Regions from separate parts of the Capsicum annuum genome. Here region 2 is linked to region 1. The links are chromatin contacts, called in public Hi-C maps. All regions are on one chromosome and are shown on one strand. Each heading gives the region's core, a stretch centred on a gene start, on an enhancer-like site or on the middle of the called end of the contact. The rest is flanking DNA. Distances are from core to core; before and after follow the strand shown.

What was found. A called contact is a pair of places that touch in the nucleus more often than the background predicts.
Region 2: a Hi-C map of bud shows a contact between it and region 1, with 2.7 times the contacts expected there. The contact joins the enhancer-like site here to the promoter of LOC107842964 in region 1. A contact is called at or near these places in 3 of 5 Hi-C or Micro-C datasets (bud, leaf and placenta).

The regions. Positions count from the first base shown.
Region 1 is chr9:22,629,021-22,636,417 of UCD10Xv1.1, forward strand. It overlaps LOC107842964 (eukaryotic translation initiation factor 3 subunit A), which reads right to left and starts at 2,693. Exons shown (of 14, transcript XM_016687054.2): 1 at 2,566-2,693; 2 at 1,715-1,776; 3 at 812-1,293; 4 at 113-328; 5 at 1-28. The coding sequence starts at 1,760.
Region 2 is chr9:22,756,932-22,764,328 of UCD10Xv1.1, forward strand. It overlaps LOC107842966 (mitochondrial amidoxime reducing component 2), which reads right to left. Exons shown (of 8, transcript XM_016687057.2): 3 at 7,002-7,178; 4 at 5,579-5,667; 5 at 5,433-5,497; 6 at 4,841-4,943; 7 at 4,301-4,411; 8 at 3,823-4,220. The coding sequence ends at 4,098. Among protein-coding and RNA genes, the nearest start is that of LOC107842966, 14 kb to the right of the region's middle. Within about 2 kb of position 4,045, at least 3 of the 5 cell types and tissues checked have an H3K27ac peak or open chromatin away from gene starts, as enhancers often do. A contact at or near this core is called in leaf, where this site is marked.

The DNA.
Region 1 (7,397 bases), core at 1,443-3,942:
ATATGTCTTCAATGGAACGAAAAGCTTCCTGTATCAAAGAAAATTAAAACACATGAAGTTCCTCTCTTAGGACAAAAACATATGCCTACAATCTATCAGAAATAGTAATAACCTGCCAAAGATTCAGTTCAGTAGCAACTTTCAGCTGTTCAAATCTAGTATCCAGATACAATTGTAGGCTTTCTGGAGCAGAAAGATCAGGCCGGTCCCTCTGATCTCTATACTTGTTGAGATTTGCCAAATGATTCCGGATGATTTCACACAGACGACGAAATTCTGTTGTTCGTTTGTACTGCTTACAGAACTGAAAGGCTCGGTGTGCTGTCATCTGAGCAAATTAGGGTTGAAGCTTAATTAACGTCATTTCTTTCAATGAAAAAATGAGCCGACTAAAGATGGAACGAGTACAGAATTTCACATCAGCCATGCAGAAAGCTTAATTAGAGTATAGGACAAATTAGGTCCAAGGCACCAGAAACTTGCAACAGGATGATATATAAACTTTTATATCAAAAAGAATAAACTTGTTCTGAACAAAGTACATAAACAGATATCCAGACAACTGAGAAAGATTCCCGCAAAGTTTGTGAATAAGAAGTAAAAAGGGACTGATTTACTAAGCAGAAATCAGAATCATTATCACTTTCTAGACAAGCTAATACAAAAAGAAAAAAGGACAAACAACCTGCTTACTCAATTACAGTCAAAACAAGTCCTGAAAAATCAGGATAATGAAATTCCTCACTGTAGAACATAAAAGCAGTCTAATTATTCAACCACCTAATAAAAAGGAAGAGTAATGGAAACTTACTGCATATAGCGCTTCCAATCTTGAGTTGTTACGCAAGATCTCCAGAACAGTTCTATACGTCTCCCACAAGAACTTAAACCAGGGAGTGACCAGCTCGCGATCAGATCTATCTTTTCCTTTCTCCCCACTAACATAACTCAACATGAGATCTTCAGGCCTTTTATCAGCTTCCAAGTCTTCCACATCCAGAGCTTCCTCCAGAGCCTGTGCCTGATTGCGAGCCAGTTCAGCTCGCTCAGTAGCTAAATGCATGAAGTGTTTTATTACCTCCTCTAAGGAGTTAATGTTCACTTGTTGACAGACTATACGATATTGAATTAACCCATCCTTGGCAAACCTCCCCCTTCTCATGTCAACACATAGCTCTACATACTTAAACATTATCCTTTCAAGAGTTTTTTGCCATGCTCTATACCTCCTTGAAGTAATAAGATCATGAAGTGCTTGCAGGGCTTCTTGCTTTTGTCCAACAGTAATCAACTCTGCATCAAAACATTAAAAACTCAATCAACATGCCAAGATTCTAAACTTTGACATTAGAACACCTACAACAACAACAACAACAACATACCCCGTGTATTCCCACCTAGTGGGGTCTAGGGAGGGTAGAGTGTACGCGGACCATACCACTACCTCAGGAGAAGTAGAGACGCGCCATTAGAATACCTAGAATTTACAAAAATTCCACTCTCCCATAATACTTAGAATCATCTAAACCACCCTCATCCTGTGACCATATAACCCCCCACCCCCCCCACCCACCCACCCCAAAATCGCAGCCCCATCACTTGAGATATATGTCTGCGAATGTAGAGAATCCATAATACCCTCACATCTCAAAGTAAAGCTTGACAAATTTTCAGTAAAAATACTAAACCATATGCAGAGAGTAACTCCACTAACCTTCAGCACGCTTCAAAGCATTCTCAGGTTTGGCAAAATTCGCCATTTCAAGGATCTTTCACCTGCAAAGGAACAGATGGATAAGACAAATGGCAGAGAAGTTCATCAACAGGCATGACTACAAATGTTACATCCATATACTCGTGATAATGTTTCATCCATATATTCATAGTAGCATTTCTATGACAACCTACAACAAAACCCAATCAGCAGTTCGAAAAAGGTAAAAACTTTAGCTTCTTGGTCCTCCCCTCCCCCGCCCCCTGCCCCTAAGGAAAAAAAAAACAAATAACAAACCAGAAAGATGATTTATAACCGATAAATCCCTAAAATCCAATGGCACACAGTTCCAAACTACGCGCCCGCTCTCTACACCTTTCTCCATTCAAAATTGAATCAAGTTTCTTATACGAACCCATGAGTGTGCCTAACCTACAAAACACAAATTACCCTCTTACAACTACGTACACGAAAAACCCAAAGAAACTTTTTTCATCATCTTTTTTTTCCTGGGAACAAATCTAAGAAAAAACAATCAATCAATTAAATCAACTAATCTCTATCCCAACATATCAATCAAGAACCAACAAGAAAATATAAAAATAACAAATCAAGAAACTGATAAAAATTTCATCTTTCACTCATTTTGGGTAAAGAAAAAAAGACCCAAATCCTAAATCTGAAAGATTAAAGTCTCTAAACACATCTATGATGAATAAATCCAAATGGGCATTCACACACATATACAAATTATATCTAAAGCTACTAATATTGGGTAAAAATTCTACTGAAAAAAAAATGCTAGAAATTAACAAGAAAGGGTGATTTAGATGTGAAAATTAGTGAATTACCAGTGGATTTTGGGATGCTTTGTGGGTGCCGCAATTTTCTTCTTTCTCTGTTTCTATTGTTTGCCCTAAAAACCTGATATATGAGAAATAGCGAAGTGCTTCAAGGGTTCACTAGAAGTGGTCCTTTATTTATTGGAAACACTACTTTTACCCCCTGAACTTATTGGAAATGTTTTTTGACCCTGTGTTATGTGCAATTTTAATTTTCTTTTTTTAATTTTATAACAGTTAGTTGCCGCTATGAGTTAAGATCGTTGGGTAGGCTCAGCCTAAATCGGGATTTAATAGGGTTGGGTTATAATTTTTTAAGCTCGATAAAGAACAATTTAATTTAGGACTTAGCAAACATAAGTTTATAATTAATATATGGCAAAATGGTTCGATGGACCCTTGTATTATGTCCGTTTTATAATATGAATATTCTTACTTACATGTTTGTGCCCTTGAACCCATTAAAAAATAATATTTTAAACACTTATTTACTTATGTGGCATTAACTCGATGATGTGGCAAAACACGTGTAAACACACATTTTTTGGGCACGTGATTAAATTAAAAAAATATTTATAACATTTAAAATATTTAAAAAATAGTAAATTAAAAAAAAAAACTAAAATCTCTCCCCAACCCCAACTTCCATTCCAGCACCCCCAATCTCTGTTCCAGCACCATCCCCCCTCCCCCGCCGGTCCACCACCACCCCGCCACGTCGTCCTCCACCTTCCCCCATCCCCCACACCGTCCACCACCTTCCCAGCCCCCACGTCGTCCACCAACTTCCCCCAGCCCCCACGCCGTCCACTACCCTCACTTAAATCCCTTCCGTTTTCGTCTAAAATCCCCCACGCCGTCAACTGCTTGAAAACAATACTATATCAACACAAGAGCTAATATACAACCTTAAATTTTCATATGTATTTGTTGCCATCAAAATATAACGTATAACCTTAAATTTTCATTTGAATATGTTGCTATAACAATACAACCTTAAAGTAGAAAATCCACCATCCACCAAGTGCAAGATTCAATCTTTTTTCAGTTCTTGAATAGCCAAATACAACCTTAAGTTTCAAATATGAGCTAAATACAACCTTAAATTTTCATATGTGTCTGCTGCAATAACAACCAAACAAAACAGAAACACCCCAAAAAGGCTAAATTATCAAAAATATACAAAATCCACCATTTTACAAAGTGCAAGATTTAATCTTTTTCAGTTCTTGAATAGCCAAAACCCAAAAGCACAAAATTACAGTCTAAGTATACACAAAACTGGTACTCAAATTCTTCAAGTTTTTTTATTATACGATTCAAATTAAAAATCGACTCTCCATGATTTTTTTAATTTTAAACAGAAAAAACACTTCTCAGATTCTTCGGTCCTCACTTCTCAACTTTTTCAAAGAGCAAGAAGAATAAGAAGATGAAGATGAAGAAGGAAAAGAAGAAGGAGAAGAGAAGAGAGAAGAAGAAGAAGAAGAAGAAAAAGAAGAAATAGAGAAAGACGGAGAACAGGAAAAATAAAGAAAAATGGAGAAGAGAGAAGAACAAGAGGGGAGTTCTTTTATTTTTTTTTTTAATATTTAATATTTTTTATACTTAAAAATGATGTGGCAGTTGATGTAGCGCGATTGTGTTACACACACCAAAATAGTATTTAAAATGTTGCTTTTTAATGGGTTCAAGGGTGCAGATAACAAACATATAAGTAGGAGTATCCACATTACAATACGAACATAGTACAAGGGTCCATCGAACCATTTTACCTTAATATATTTATCCTAAATTTAAATTAATTACAATTCATAGTCGCTAATTAATACAATCTATAACCTCTCTTCTCCTTCCCTCTATCACGGCTCTCCTTCCTCTCTCCCAATTTCGCTCCCCTTCCTCCCCTGTCTCTCTCTTGCTACATTCCTCCATCCATCTTTCTCACTTTCTCTTTTTCACTATATTAGCAAAGGATTAGTTGTATCAATATGTATAAGAGGACCTAAAAGGATAAACAAAATTTGCTTTCGTATTTAATTTCAATGTATCAATATGTATCCACTCAATTAAAACATGACATACAACTGATTTGTTTTGTAAAATATAACTGATTCATGATATATTCTATATTTGCATTTTAAATTTGATTCATGATATGTTTGTATTTGTATTTATTCTATAAATTATAATTGTATTTGTGATACAAATTGAACAATTCAGATACAAATGATACACTTGCATCAAACAATACATTTGTATTTGTGTATGATACAAGTATACGGTTCTATAATATACAAATTGTATTCGCCGATACAAATTGATACATTAGTTGCATACATCAGTTCATATAGTCATTGTATTTATATTTTATATCAAAGACAATCAATTGCATACAATTGATACGTTGACTATGAATGATTTTTTTTAAAACTTAAGTTAGCGCGACCTACTTTGCTGAAACTATGGCTATTTTGTGTAAGTTTTTCTGCTTAGTACGGCTTTAGTAAGCTAGCCTCCTGGACTTGAGCGTGTTGGATCGGCTAAGCCAAGTAAAAGATAATTAAATTTTTTTTTAACTAATTAGTGATTTAGTAGAGTTGGGCTATGATTTTTCGAACCCATTTAAGAACATGAGATTCTTTAGTTCAACCCGAGTAAGTTCAATGATCCATGAGGCTTAAGCGAGGTCAGCTGAAAGTTTGAAATGAAATGCTAGTCAAATAAAAATGAGTTAAAGATATAAATAAAATAGAGTACTAAAAATACTTCCTCCGTTTAAAAATGAAATGTTGGTCAAATAAAAATGAGTTAAAGATATAAATAAAATAGAGTACTAAAAATACTTTCTCCGTTTAAAAACGAAATGCTGGTCAAATAAAAATGAATTAAAAATATAAATAAAACAAAGTACTAAAAATACTCCTTCCGTTTGAAAAAGAATGATCTACTTTGATTTGACACAAAGTTTAAGAAAATAAAGAAGACTTTTGAATCTCGTGACCTTAAATTAAAGCTGTGTCAGATGTACCAAAATATTCTTTAATCTTGTAGTCCTAAACATGTCATGTGAAAAATTGAAATTAAAGTATTACCAAAAAGGGAAAGGGATCATTCTTTTTTAAATGAACTAAAAAGGAAAGTAGGTCATTCTTTTTTAAATAGATGGAGTAGTAAGATTAGTCTAAACTTAATAAGTATATTTTTTGGTAAATAGGAGCATATTATATATATAAGTTAAGTAGCATTACAAAGCAAAAGGGTACTCTTATCAGAGGCCATTACAGTAGCAGAGTTACAACCAAAAACATTAATACTAGTAGGCTTAGCATTACTATTTACATACGAAGAGACGGACGGATTTCCTACACATAATATATTATTAAACATAGACCAGGACACTAAATGAGTACTAACAACACCCTTAACATCGTAGGCCAGATGGATAGCAGCAACAAAAGGTGGAGAGCGGAGTGAAATTATATTTTCAGGCTGATTTAAATTGGCACCTATTTTTGATAAACAGTCAGCTACTCTGTTTGCTTCCTGGAAGTTATGTTGCACCACTGGATTCCCTATACTCCTCAACATTAACCTGCATTTAGTAGCAATATTAGTAAAAAGCATAGTCGGCTGTTGAATAAGATATAAAATTTCAACTGAGTCGGTTTCAACTACTAAGAGAGATAATTTATGAGTTATAACAAATTCCAGGCCATGTTTTAGAGATTCAAATTCTGTCATAGTGTGGCAATGACTATTAGCAGTAACGCAGAAACCAAAAATCCAACTGCCTTGAGAATTACGAAAGACCCCATCGATACTGCATCGAGCATTATTCTCTATGAAAGATCCATCTATATTTAACTTAAAATATCCATTAGGAGGGGCAACCCATCTAATCTGGACAGTGATAGAAGCAGATTGGTTAGGCTTCATCCGCGCAAGATGAAGATATTCTGTCACTTTAGTGTAGTCGAAGCTGGGTCAGAAAAATTGGTTTTGTGGTTGAAAATATTATTGTTTCGGTTTAGCCAAATATGCCAAATGGCAAAAGAAAAAAAGGACATCCAGTTAGCTGTTTCATCTCAATAAGGAGTGGAAGAGATTTGAAGGAGTTAAGCCAATGTTGATTGAAGGTACCGATGATAGAGGTGTTTAAATCTATATCCAGCCAGAATTTTGTAGTTATATGACAACGAGCAAAGATGTGAATAGGAGTCTCAGCTTCTAAATGACAAATTAGACAGTTCGGGTGAGGAGAGATTCCTATATAGTAGAAATAAACATTGGTAGGAAGTCTACCATGTGAGCAAAGCCACAAAAAATGTTTAATTTTTGGTAAGGTATTCAATTTCCAAATCCAAGCAAAGACATAGTTATTGGGCGGGGGTTGGTAAAAGGATTCATATATTGATTGTGAAGAGAAAAGGCCGTTGGAAGTGTATGCCCGATAAGGTTTGTCCCATAGGCCAAGAGAGGAGTTAGGTCAGATGTTTTCTGCTTTGTTAGTGAAGAATTAAGGAATTTCAAAGGATTCTAACTTGAAGAAATATATATACTGCTGGTACTTGCCCAATTAGTATAGTACTGACTTTTTAAATAGTAACTAGTTTCATGGGCCACTGCTAAAACCTAACCCAAATTTAATATAGGGCAAAATTCAGAAATAACATATCTATTCCATTAATTATGAGTTTCATAGCAACAGTTTTATAATTATATAATATAACAAGTTGTATTTTGTATTTTTGCAAACTGTTGCTACAAAAAAATAAATACATATGATTTTTACTGCCCTTATGATCGATATGTATTTTGTATTTTTGCAAACTGTTGCT
Region 2 (7,397 bases), core at 2,795-5,294, 130 kb after region 1:
ATTTGATGATCTTGTAGCTACATGTTCTCCCTTGTTCTACTTATATGTGACATAATGTATACTTGTGTTCTATCTTGGTGTGTTATTGTAATATATGTGATATATTAGAACTGTTAGTGCAAGCGGTGTGGGCTGCCATTGTGGGACATTTTCTTATTGCAGGTGATGTGCCCATAGTGTGTATTTTGTATGCTTTATTTTCTACTTTTCTCGGTCATCCTATGATACTTACTGAGTACAAGTGGACCGTACTTATGCCTACTGCACCCTTTCAGTGCAGGTCCTAGCCCGAGTACGCCTCAGCTTGCTTGACTCGGGCAATTATTGGAGCTTCCAAGGTAGCGATTGGGCATTCATGTATCCCGAGTTCACCTCTATCTTTCTGTATTAGTTATGTCTTTGTGGTTATTTTTCTGATGAACTTGACTCCAGGATTGTATTCGGAGTTCTTATACTGTTGACACCAGATTTTGGGAGTTATGACTACATGCGTTGATTTTATTCTTTTCGCTTTTATTATATCTATGTGGTTTAGTTCCGTGCATTTTCGTCTTTTTTTCCTGTGTATCAGTTTGGGTGAAAGTCTTACTTGTCAAGGTTCGCCGCGACAAGTGTCATCATGACCTATCGATTTTTGAGTCGTGAAAGTAACTCTCAAGACCCCCTTTTCACTATTTTTCAAACAAAGGGTTGAAATACAAAATAAAGGTTCCAAACCTAAACCAACCCTGCTACTAACCCAAATTCGTCATTTCTAATTTAATGAAACTGTCCAAATTATCATCCGCGACTCGAAACATCAAATGTTGGTCGAAGTCAACTATATGACTTTTAAAGCCTCTAAAAATGACAAACTCTCTCAAACCATCCTAATGGCATTGGGAACCGTGTCAATCATCTTTACACCAAAAATCAACATGTAGCAACTACATGAAAAGGCAAAATGATTAGAACACAGAAAAATTTCATAAATCAGGTCCTTACAGTATGCCTCGCTTTCATTTTTAGTCAATCCAAAAAGAATGACACATTATTCTATATTTAGTAACGATTTAACTTCAAAATATCTATTCTATCCTTAATTAAATAATTTATAGTCACACAAACATTTACAACTAATTTTAAACCACAAGTTTCAAAATTCTTTATTTTTTTCTTAAACTATGTGCCAAGTAAAACTAATATAAATTGGGATGGAGGGAGTAACAAAAACTTTTCAAGGTAAGCACCCATTTGGCCATAAAAATAAAAAAACACACTTTAATTGGTATTTTTGAAATTGAAAATAGAGTTAGAGTTGTGTTTGGCCAAGATATTTTGAAAATGAATGCTTTTGAAGTTAAAAAAAATAAAGAAAGTGAAAACAAATTAACTTTTTTTTCATAATTTATTAAAATTAAAGTTATTTTGTGAAAATAAAAAATTTAGATAATTTTAAAAAATAAATTAAAAAGTGCAGTGAATCCAAAAATAGTGAAAACATCTCTTGAGGTATTTTTCAAAAATCCAAATATTAGAAAAGGTCAAACAAGTATTCCGAAATAAAGCGAAAACATATTTCGCAATATTATGAATAATATTCATGTTCAAATGTCTACTTAATTTTTAAAATAAAGTATATTTCATGACATTTTGACTAATTAAACATGAAAAGGTTGTAAAACTTTTTCCATAATATAATTTTCTCCATACCAAACACCTCCTAAATGAACTAGCAGTATTCTAATTTATCCAGCTCATAGAGCACCTCAAAGTAGATGCATCTGTAACAAGCTTGGTGTATTCGAGAAAGAACTGGAATTAGTGACATGAAGAAGTTAAAGAATTATCAAGTTCACCAAAAATATGCATTACGAATAAAACGTCAGCTTGCTGAGCACAATCGAAAAATGCACAACATATAGAGGTTGAATAAAGGATCTTTCAAAAATAGGTACACTTTGCTGTAAAATTCGTTTTTCATAGTCATATTTTACATAATTACTATTTATAGTCGTTGTATTCAATTTACGTCTGTTGTATTTGGTTTTATCAATAGTCCGTATTCATATAAAATATAAATATAGTACCTATTTAGTCATTGTACTCTATTCACATCTGTTGTATTCATTTTTCCTCAGTGGTCTGTATTCATAAAAAAACATCAATACACTACATATTTAGTCTCGTCAAAAGCACTATCATTTATTTTTTTTATATTTTTTCTTATTCACATTTTCCTCGTTTTATCTTTTTTTTTTCTATTTTTTCCTTCTTTTTTTTCCTTTTTGTTCTTTTCTCTCTTCTATCTCTAATTTCTATTTCTCTTTCTTCTTTGATTTTTTTCTTTTTTGTACTTATTTTCTTTATCATTTTTTTTTAATTTTATTTTATATTTTATGTATTTTCAAAAAATATGACTAGTCGAGCACAAGTCATGGATCATAACATAAATACCACAATTGTTTATCGTATTTGTAGTCACAACGTCATTTATATTTTGTAGTCATTGATACAACTGTATTTGTATTTATATTTTAAAGTTTGCGCTTGTATTTGTATTTTATAGTTCGCAATTATATTTGTATTTGTTAGTTCGCACCATCATTTATATTTTATGTAACTCACTCTTGTATTTTAAAGAATTATTTTGTATTTGTATTTTATAATTGACTGTATATTATATTGGATTATATTTGTATTGTGATTTTATTATGTTTTGTATATTTAGATTATATTTGTATTCTATTTTTGTCGATGCCTTTCTATTTTTAAAGAATTATTTAATATTTGTAAGTTAATTGCATTTTATATTTAGCCGTGATTATGTGCAATTTATCATTTGTATTTGTATACAAACAAGTGAATACATTAATTGTATTTTCTTGATTCTGAAATATATAAATATGTAATGTATCATTTGATACAAATGTACCGTTTTGTATTTGTATGCCAAAATTATTATTCGTATTTGTAAATAAACAAATATCACTTGATACAGATACAATTACAAACAAATGATTTTACAATACAAATACAATATGTATTTGTATATATTGTATTTATATGAAAATTTAAATTGTATTTATTTGTATCAACAAATATGACTCGTATCAGTAAATACAAACAAGTATCCGTAGAAAGAAAATCAGTCGTTCATTTTCAAAAAATAAAAAATACAAATAATAGTTCGCATTTGTAATTGTATTTTATAATTTGCACTTGTATTTGTATGTTATAGTTCATATTTGTATTTTATAGTTCGCACTTGTATTTGTATGTTATAGTTGGCATTTGTATTTGTATATTATAGTTTGCATTTGTATTTATATTTTATAGTTCACACTTGTATCTTGTATCTGTGTGTTATAGTTTTCATTTATTTTTGTATTTTATAGTTCGCACTTGTATTTGTATGTTATAATTCGTATTTGTATTTTATAGTCTGTTCTTGTATTTGTGTTTGCTAGTAGACACAAATGAAAAGGAGAAAATATGAAGAGGAAAAAAAGAACAAAAAGGAGGAAAAAAATGAGAGAAAAAGGAGAAAAAATATTTAAAAAATGAGAGTTATATAAAATGGAGAAAAAAAAAAGAAAAAAAAAAGGAGAAAAAATGAAAAGGAAAAAAAAAAGAAAAAAGAAAGTGATTAAAAAAAAGGAAAAGAAAAAATAAAGATAAAAAACGAAAAAGGAAATTGAAAAAGGAGAGTGATAGAAAATAGAAAAAAAAAATACATGAGAGACACTATGAATTGTAATTAGAGATAATTAATAGGCAAGAAGGTGCTACGAGTTGTAATTAATTAAAACTTAGGCTAAATAAAGTAATTAGGAGTCTATATTTGCAAAGTTATATAGTTATCCTTGAATAAAAGCAACCGCACAATTATTTATTAGACACAAATTTCAAGTTCTTTATCTCGTACCTACGTTATGTTATTTTTTTTCTGACGTTCATCAATAAAAGGAGTTCCACGAATCCTTCTGTTGTACAGTCCAGCTCCTCTTTCCTATTGCTAGTTACTATATCATGTTTCGTCCACTCTCTAGCGCCTTCAACGCCAATAACTACAATTATACACGACATACTAGACAATAATTCACGTATATGTGGTTTCACACAGATACATCAACATAGGATGAAACCATCTTGAGGACATAAACAGGATCTTCTACTTTGATGGTCTTTCTCTCTTGTGCAAGAGAATCCACCCACACTAAATGCTGACCGAAGTAAATCTGCATCCAATGCAAAATTAGCAAATAACTGAATATGTCATTGTGCTAAGTGAATGATTGACGAGAACTTATTTGCTTACTCTGCCTTGTGGTTTCTTGTTTGTCTTTAAAACTTCATCTGAACGGAACTTCATGAGCGTTTCACTTGGCTCGGAACCTGCTTCTGCAGTTTCTTGATTGATTGTTGGTACCTGAAAGCCATATGTGAAATGTTAACAAAGAAAATGAGCTTTTTATTATTATTGGAGCTTAATTCATGAGAACCATTAGTTGCATAACATAAAACCTACAGAAGTGGCAAAAGAAGTGGAACTTCATTCTTCCTACACATAGAGCCTAGATTTCATTACTGAGAATTTCAACCTCAAGAAGTTTTGAGACAATAAAAACCTTACATTTTACCCAGCCATAAGTTTGCAGATCCCCTTTTTGCTTCACTGTTTTTCTTTGTTGGTATCTCTTTCGGAGGATGTGTCTGCATATTTTTTCTTATTCGCATGCATACTTAATATATTATGTGTGTGTGTATTCAGACAAAAGTGCTACATGTCATTCCCTGAATCTTCAACAATTCCAAAATAGTGGCAATCATAAAGATTTAGAGAAAGGATAACTTTTACCTTGCAGCGATAGCATAGCTCTGTGCTATGGAATGTATTTTCACCTATTTTGATATCCTTCCATAAATCTTCACAAAAGGGATCCGATCCATCAATGAGGATACTATGAACAGTTTTCCAACAGTAGAATGTTATTATTGATGCAAAGATAGAATATCTATGTTAACAACCAAGGAAAATAATGATCGTTTATGGGATTTTCAGCAGAAGGCACAGGTTCTATTCAAAGATTCATATAACCATACGCGTCTTTGGCCCAAAGAAGTCAATGTCATAATCTTAACAAGAACACCATTTAGAGGGGTCATGTTGAAGGCAATTATTAAGTTCTTGATGAATACCGTCTGAACAACTTTAAGGAAGTTCCTATGGTATACTGTCTATATATATATATATATATATATATTGGGGGTATGGGAAGGGGAAATGGGGGAAGGGATTACAAGGTGGGGAATCAACCCTCACCAACAAGGTGAAAGTCCAGGTAGCTCGTTAACGAGCTGAGCTACTTCCCTCCTTTGGTATACACTATCACAATATATAGAGGACTGAGTTTCTCCTTCTAAAGGATTGAATAAGAAAGAGAAGATACTTCGGTCTGAAGCGGTTAATTGACACAGGCTCTTTGAGTTGTTCATTTAATAAATCCAGTGATTTCTGCCAAAGAAAAAGGAATCAGCTTAAGAAAATTTTAAAAAAAAAATTGAGAGAAGTAGAAAGGGATGATAATTGTCTAACCTGGGATGTAAGGAGGAAGGGATATGCATCATTAAATTTTATTTTGTACCCGGGAGCATAATTAGGGTCGGTAGGTCTAGACTGGGAAACTGCACGAGTGAAACAGAGTGAAATGATTACGGCTGAGGGGGTCCCTTGTTTCCAGATGCACACATCTTTAACTACATCCATTTCAACTTATGTGACATAGTTAGTTGGGTACAGAGTATAACAAAGAAAAATTATTGAAACTCTTGGCCTTAAATATACCATGAGCAGTGGCAGATGCAACATTCAAGCACCAGGTTCACCCGAACCTAAAACTTTTTACTCAGAGCATAAGTTTATGTGTATAAAGTCACTAAAATTGCAAAAATAAGGTTTGAAGCCCATAGTTTGAAGAGTATAACAGGTTCACAACTAAAAGCCTTAACGATTGAACCCATAGAATTTTAAAAACCTGGATCCACTTCTGGCCATGAGATGTTTGCACCTATACAATCATGCCATTAAGAGCACAAGGGGAAGTTTAAAGTTAAACTATTCTCAAATTTAGAAAAAAGTGTCATTCTTTTTGGAACATACTAATAAGGATATAGTATACACATATAATGGAACGAAGAGTGTATACAATTGACTGTTCAAGGACAAGCTTTAAATTAAGATATGACCAAAATATGGAGTCAAAGACACTAGAGTAAACCACAGATCATTACCATTTCCAATATTGTTATATTTCTAGGCTAAATACAGCCTCTGGAGACATCAACGCCTAAACTGTATAGTTCCCTTTTTGGAATTCCTTTAGTCGGCTTTCTGTTAAAACCCCTTCCCCCTCTATACCCAAGAAGAAAGAAATTAGCTGTAGTTGAAGTCACACTAAATACAAGTTTTAGAAGCGAAAGAAAAACATACAACATAAAAAGCAAGTACTGATGTCCAGTGTTTAAACAAAGGGACACTGTTGAAATTATTACATTGATCCTTTGATATTTTTAATCTTTCACCCGTTATAAGTCAAAGCATCTAGCTTGACACAGAAACTGTAAATGATGCTAAATTTTAGTGAAGCAGATTAGCTCATTAAAACTAGCAAATCTTCATAAACAACTTTAGCAATGAAATGCAGTTGCATGACCAAGTTGCCAAAAAAGTTCTTTATATGTGGATTTGTTAATCACTCATTTGGTCACCTTCAACTTTCTGGTTAGAGTGACAGAGGCAACTAGAAAGTGAAAAATACAGAGAGAGATAATACAAGTGATTATAGTGCCAAAGGAATAGTGTTAAAGAGGTTCAACCTACACTCTCCAAGCCCTTATGTGTCTGGGTTGTAGCTTCTAATGCCAAGTATTCTAAAGCATTTCAAGGTTAAATGCAATATAATAAAATTAAAAATGATCTGATGATTTTGGTTGATTACAAAGAGGAAATAGGAGTAAACCTTCATTGAAACGTACGAGACGACTAGGTTTCCCTAGATATTTGGAGAACCACTTTGATGCTTCATCTCCTTCATCCAAAGCAGAGCCAGACCATTCCCACACAGACACACCATGTGCTACTTCAGATGGTTCAACAAGTGGGACTTTAAGCACATCCATACCAGGGGCTCTTATCACTGTCCAAAAAGGTGAAGTAGATACTAGTGAGGTCATATTTGTTTGTGATCATAATTTCCTTATTGGAGTTGACGAATGTCTCAATTTGAGGCCCTTAAAAGATATGATGAAGCTTAGGAAATGCATTTATTTTGTTTGATAAGTATCGGGAGATGGTTTAACCAGTGGGACTTTAAGTACAAGCATAACAGGGGCCTTCTCACCACCCGAAAAGATAA